2 separate regions of the Ovis aries genome follow, and region 1 is linked to region 2. The links are chromatin contacts, called in public Hi-C maps. All regions are on one chromosome and are shown on one strand. Each heading gives the region's core, a stretch centred on a gene start, on an enhancer-like site or on the middle of the called end of the contact. The rest is flanking DNA. Distances are from core to core; before and after follow the strand shown.

Evidence for each region. A called contact is a pair of places that touch in the nucleus more often than the background predicts.
Region 1: a contact with region 2 is called in a Hi-C map of muscle, with 3 times the contacts expected there. The contact joins the promoter of DAG1 here to the enhancer-like site in region 2. A contact is called at or near these places in 5 of 16 Hi-C or Micro-C datasets (liver, mixed tissues, muscle and 2 more).

The regions. Positions count from the first base shown.
Region 1 is chr19:50,708,883-50,712,281 of ARS-UI_Ramb_v3.0, reverse strand. It overlaps DAG1 (dystroglycan 1), which reads left to right and starts at 1,782. Exons shown (of 3, transcript XM_027957635.3): 1 at 1,782-1,924.
Region 2 is chr19:50,671,567-50,674,799 of ARS-UI_Ramb_v3.0, reverse strand. The region is part of intron 2 of DAG1 (dystroglycan 1); the gene reads left to right. Among named protein-coding and RNA genes, the nearest start is that of BSN, 21 kb to the right of the region's middle. Within about 2 kb of position 1,454, at least 6 of the 54 cell types and tissues checked have an H3K27ac peak or open chromatin away from gene starts, as enhancers often do. A contact at or near this core is called in liver and muscle, where this site is marked.

The DNA.
Region 1 (3,399 bases), core at 533-3,032, 37 kb before region 2:
AGCTCTGGGGGAGCTTGGTCATAGATGCGGTGCTGGGACTCTGGAGGCCAGATTGAAGAAGCCTCGTGCCTCATCTGGCAAGACCAGTGCCAAACATGAAGAAGGAGCGTCCATTGCTGGTCAGTGAGGACCAAAGAGCAGCTAGTAGTCTTTGAGCTCCTCTGGCGGCTCAGATGGTAAAGGATCTGCCTATAACACAGGAGACCTAGGCTGGATCCCTGGGTCAGGAAGATCCCCTGGAGAAGGGAATGGCAACCCACTCCAGTATTCTTGCCTGGGGAATCCCAAGGACAGAGGAGCCTGGCAGGCTACAGTCCATGGGGTCACAAAGAGTTGGACATGCCTGAGCGACTAACACACACACACACACACATATGTAATTATATAGTCAGACACTAAAATACCCAGCAGAATCTCAAGCTGCAAAGCAGTGTCTGGTGTGCCTTTGTGGGTGGGTGGGAAACTCTGTAAGCTGAAGGAGTGAATGAAAGAATTTTGTTTATAAACCCAAATAAATTCCTGCATTTTTAGCCTTTATGAAGCAGCAGAGTTTTAAAACTGGATTTGAGAGGCCATCCATTTTTTAGGCTTAACATCCAAGGGATGATTAGGGAATTTGGGACTTTTTCCCGGCTTTCAGTTCTTTTTCCAGTTCATTTCCAATGAATGAAGCTTGGAGCCTCTGCATTTAAGTATAAAGAATCACAAACAGGTATGTGTGTTGGAGACAAGGCTTTCTTTTTGCTCTCTGAAATTTGTTTCTTCCAGTTCTCCCTATCGAGGGGGAGAAAGCAGGGGAGACCAAAAGCTGTTGGGATTCTCTGGGAGGAATCCGTGGCAGGCAGCAGCCAGTTCTGTGTTCAGAATGTTTGCTGACAAGAGTGCGGGCCTGGAATTCCAGGCTGGCCCCGGGCCCAGAAGGGGATGGAACCATCCTGAACAGGGTTTGGGGAACAGAGCCCACCTCGGGTCGCATCCCCAGAGTCATCCCTTATCTGTGGACTCTGGGGCCTTTGAGATAGTGGGTTTAGGTAAGCCCTGGGGAGAGTGAGAGTCTTTAGGACCCTCTCCTTGAAGGGAGACAGACCTCAGCAATAACTCCCAGCCCTTTATTCACCCAACTCCTTGAAAGAATGTGGGGCCTCGAGCGAGTGACCAGTGCCAGCGGGTCAGAGCTATTTCTGGCGGCTGAGGAGGCATCGGATTCCGGGTGTTCAGGGCAGGAGGAGGAGGAGGACGGAGGAGGGTCAGGCCTGAGGCGCTTCCCGGACGCGCCCGCCTGCTGGGGGCTAGGCCCCCCGGAGAGGGGCCGGCTTCCTGTTCTTCCGGCCCTCGCCTCAGTTTCCCCATCAATATAAGAGTCGGGCAACGGGGCCATCATCGTTCCAATCTGGAGGACGCTTCCTGATTGTTTTCTTGGCTTACAAATAACCTGATCTGAGTTTGAGGGAAATCAGGAAGGCGGAAGGCAGTCTATGGGTGGCCAGTTGCGGCCAGGCCAAGTTATCCAGCCTGACCACCCGGGGAGGCTGGATGTCTCTCAGACGCCCAAATGCCTGAGGTTGGGTGGGGAGCCCCTCCCCCACCCCCGGTCCTGAGCTCTCCGGGCAACCCGGACGGGCCAAGGCGTGTCCCGCGGACCGACCCGGCTGGCCGCGGGCGGGATTTCCAGGATGGGGGCGTGTCCTTTCGAGCGGGGGCGTGGCGGACCAATGAGCGGCGCGGCGCGGACGGGGGCGGGGCCTGTGCGCGGGTGCGGCGCGCTGCGGGGCGGCCGACGCAGGCAGAAGCGGGCGTCGCGGGGACTGCCGGTCGGCGCCGCGCGGAGCTGGCCGCGGGATTGGCTGCGACACTCGCGTGTCAGGGGGTTGCTAGGCTTCGGTCGCGCGCCCCGCCCTCGCGCTCCGCGCCCTCTCGCCGCCCGGTACGTGCTCGCGCGGAGGCTGCGGTGCGGCGCTCGCGCTCCTGGGGCTCGGCGGCGGCGGCGGCGGCGGCGGGAGCTTCGCGCCGAGTCCCCGGGGAGCAGCAGCGGCGGCGGCAGCGTGTCGCGGCCGGAAGGAGCGAGCACCTGCCGTGGCCCGCCCGGCGGCGCTCGGTGAGTGCGCCGCCCGTGCACTGCCGCCGAGCCTGCCAGCCCAGGCCCCCCATCTCCGTCGCCGGCGGAGCCTCCCGAGGAACACCTGCTGCTGCTCGCTGTTTGGCCCGGGGCCGGGACACGGTCGCGGACGTCCTTGCGGGTGAGGCGGCGGCGGGGCCCGGGTAGAGCCGCCCTTTGCTCTCGGCCCCTCAGGCACAGGCTGGGGGCGCCCAGAGTCCGGGCCCGGGCTGCGCGCCGCGGCGATGGGCCAGGCCTCAGCCCGGCCCGCGCTCCCGGGAACGCGGGGCCTGCGCGTCGGCCGTGGGCGTGTGCGGCCGGCCTGCGGACTGCCTCCCGGGCTTCCACCGAGGGTCGCGCCTCCCAGCTTGGTCAGATCCCGAGGTTGGGGCGTTGAGTCCCCTCCGGAGGCGGGGAAGGGCGCCGCAGCCGCCGGAGCCTGAGCTCAGAGGCTTGGGGTCACCCCTTCACACACAGACGCACTTGGGCTTCTTTGGAAGCCTGCTACTACCTTTTCACCTTTTCACTCAGTGTTTGGAAAACCGTCTTCACCTGCAGGAATATTTGGGAAAATGTCTTCGGAGAAATGGCTCTCTGGGTTTAGAAGGCTTCTGCCGTAAATTTCAAGTTAATTTCACACCATCTCAGCTGCTGATTTAAAATGCGTATTTTAATCTCTATGATTTGAGAAGCTCTTCGACTTGTGAACTTCAGAATGAGTTTTAATGGTGACCGTGAAGTTTGGCCTTGGTGAGAGCTACAGCCTGGGACAGCACGGTTATAGCCTAGAGTTCTAACTTAAGAGCCGGGCCTGCTGTTTCCCTAAATAAGCTTGGAAGCCAGACTTCTGTGCAGGGAGGTGGTGTTTACAGGACATCAGTTCAGATGGAGAGTTGAATGTGCTACCAGGTGTTTGAGAGTTTGGTGTAGATGGGTTGTTGTAACTTTATCAGGTTGTTCTATGCTTAGCTGTTGAGAGAGATAATTTGGGGATGTCCTTTTTTCTAAAAAAAGAATTCAGCATGGGAGGCATAGTTTGAATATGAAGTTGAATTGAACTTTGCTGGCTTTGGAGCCAAGTAATCAGAGCTCCTGGCCTGCGTTCTTAAAGGAGATTGAGGAGCCATTTCTTGGAGCAGTGAGATTTGGGGAGGGAGTTCGATGAGCCTGTTGAAGTCTTGCAGGTTACTATGTGAAAGGAGATAACAAATACTTGACTTCACTACTTACCAGATTCTGTGGGAGGTCTAGGGGACCCCTGTATTGGGTTGGCCAAAAAGTTCATTGAGATTTGTCCATACACT
Region 2 (3,233 bases), core at 205-2,704:
TTGGCCACTGGAATGTTGTACATGGATTATTCTGGACCAAAGTTGCCTTGAGTTGATACAGCGAGCTGGCTATTTGCTGTAGCTGGCAGAGAGATGTTTAACAGGCTTACTCACCAGGGGAGCAAAGAGATTTTATTAGGAAAACAGGATTTTATCTGAGCATATTTATCTGTGGAAAGCAGACCATTTAGTAGCTGATTAACCTGTAGAAAAACAGATGAAACTGTGTGACTCTTCGTCCCAGTCTTAGCATCAGGGTTGTGTGGGGTGGGAATCAGATCAGAAGGCCTGACTTCAGGGACTTCCTAGGTGGTCCAGTGGTTAAGCCTTCACCTTCCAGTGTAGGGGGTGTGGATTGGATCCCTGGTTAGGAAGCCAAGTTCCCACATACCTTGTGGCCAGAAAACCAAAACAGAAAACAGAAGCAATATTGTAACAAATTCAATGAAGACTTTAAAAGTGGTCTACATTAAAAAAAAAAAACAAAAAACACTTAATAAAAAAAAAGAAAGCTTGACTTCATTCCTGGAGCTTTGGTTTCCCTATGTGTAAAACAGGATTGAAAAGCCTTTACCATAATGGAGTTTTTTCATGCCGTTAAAATAACAATGTGTAAATGTATAGGAAAGGTAGGGGAAAAAAAAACTATGGTGGTTCCTACCACTAATGTACATCATTTTCTGCATTCATCAATAAGTATCCATGTCACGTAGGCACACGGACATTTTAGGCAGACCTGAAATCATATTTTTAAACCTTTTTTCATTCACTGTACTTTTGAGTTTTTCTCCTTTGTTATTTAAGTATTCTTTGGGAGTCTAACTTTTAATGGCTGCCCAATATTCTTGGGTATGTGAGGAACATTTCAGATCTTGGTCCCAAGGAGCCTTGTTGGGGTGACCTCCAAGTCATATCCATCAACATTGCCGTCAGCCAAAGTAGCACTTGCTCACCTCTTCCCAGGCGCCCTGCCTCTGTTCTTAACCCCTCAGTCTGTTCTCCATACCGAGGCAAGAGACATCTTTGTAAAGTCCGAGTCTGCTCAGAACAGGCCTCCCATCCCCCCTGCGCTTAGAATTAAGTCCTGTTTGATCTGGCTTCTGGCCTCCTCTCTCCCCTTGCCCTGTGCATGCCATGTCTCAGCACAGCAGCCCCTTTCTGCCCCACAGATATGCCAAGCTCAGGACCCACCCCAGGCCACTGGCTTTTTCTCTTCTGTCAGCACGGGCACAGCCACCTCTTTCAGGCTCAGTTTCAGCATTGGGGCCCTTTTCCTCCACCCCGACGCAGGCAGATTTCTCAGGTCCTGTGGGGAGAGGTCCCACAGAAGCCAGCTTTGCCTTCACTGGGCAGATCTGAAGCTGTTCCAAGTAGGCCATAGTGTAAGTGACCCTCCTGACTTCCCACAGGATTGGCGCCGGCTCCCTAAGGGCGCCTGTCCTGAGTTGAGTGAGTGTAGGGATGGCTGAGGGCCTCCCAGGTGGCGCTAGTGGTAAAGAAGCTGCCTGCCAAGTGCAGGAGACAGGAGACATGGGTTCAGACCCTGGGTCAGGAAGATCCGTTGGAGGAGGGCATGACAACCCACTCCAGTGTTCTGGCCTGGAGAATCCATGGATAGAGGACCCTGGCGGGCTAGAGTCCCTGGGGTCGCAAAGAGTCGGACACGGCTGCAGTGACTGAGCACGCACGCAGGCAGGAGTGGCCAAGGAAGGTGATTATATAACCCCTCCTCTCTGGGGCAGTTGGAAGTCTCTGCGTCTCACAGAACGATTGGGCTGCCCCTCTGGGCCCCCCCCCCCCCGATGTTTCATTTTGATAGTGCCCTCGAGGATGGCTTTTCATCCCTGCTCCCCTTCAGTCTCCTTGTCTGGAGACAATGTGGAATTTCTCCCAGCCCAAGATGTCGGCAGACTGGGAGCAGCCCTTCCTGGGACTGTGCTCTCAGCCGCTGGCATCGGCCCCCAATTGTTCCCCGCAGAACAATGGCCACTCTTTTTGGCCAGGAAGGGGAGCTCATGAAAGGAGCATTTCTTTGGATGCTTGAGAGCTTTGCGGCCACCCCGCCTGCGTGAGATGAACTGCAGTTTCTTCCTGCCTCAAGTGGGTGTTCCCTGGCTCTGAATGGCTCCCTTGTGAGCAGGGCACACCGGGAAATGCGGGTTGGCGAAGGAAGGCATCCTTGGGGGTGGGTCGTCAGAATGGCATTTGCCCAGACACATCAGCTCAAATACTTACTGAATATATAGGCTTCTATGTTTTAGGGGGAAGAAAAATTACTGATGATGACTGAAAGAACACGACAGAGTGAAAATGGTTGATCTCAGGGCTTGGGGTTGATGGACTGATTCTGAGAATTTTACTAGTGGTTATAATTATGCTCAGCTGTCCCTTAGTTTGGGGGGAAAATGATGAATTTTTGTTTTTTTTTTTTAGATGAGAACAGTTAACATCAGGTAAAATGCTTCATAACTCAGACCAGAGGGGCACCCTTTAGGCTGAACAAGTTGTGTTCAACATATGATCCCGTGGCCTTGGCCCTTGTAGCATTGGACGTGTTCTGGTGTGAGCTTTGAATGTCACGCAGCAGGACCAATGATTGTGTTTCAGCAAAGCAAAGTGTGTCCACCCTGGTTCCTGCCCCTATGTGGGGGCAAAGCCTTGGCCCTTTGACCTCCAGCCAGAGGCTCTCCCTGTTGGCATGTGCCATCTCCCCACAGCCTGGCCATGTGACTGCCCATGTGCACCATCTGCAGAAGTTGAGCTTGGCCGCGGAGCAGATTCGTCTCATTGTCATAGTCCACGGCCAGACACAGGCTCACCCTGAACGTGAGTCAGTGCCATGAGGGGGCGGGGGCCCAGAAACTGGAAGTCGAGTCCATCAGAAGGACTGTTGCCTTCACCCGGAGCAGCACAGGAGCCCACCACACAGTCGCTTCATGTGCCAGGACCTTCGGGGTGTGCCTGTGGTTCCCAGCCATAGACAGGTGGTCTGCAGCTTTTCTGAGGGGAGAGGGGCTGCAGGGTCCAGGAGCCAGTGACCAGGTCTGAGGGAAGGCAGGGGCTTAACCAGGGCAGGCTGCTCAGAGGCCCAAGCAGTGTGGTGTCACAGGGCAGCAGTTTGTGCCCCTGTGAAATGGGCCTCTGAGAACACCTTCTCCTGGCACATCAGTTGGGTATTCAGGGAAGGGCCTAGGCCGATCCCCTGGGACTGTTCTGGCTCCAGGTGTTGGTTG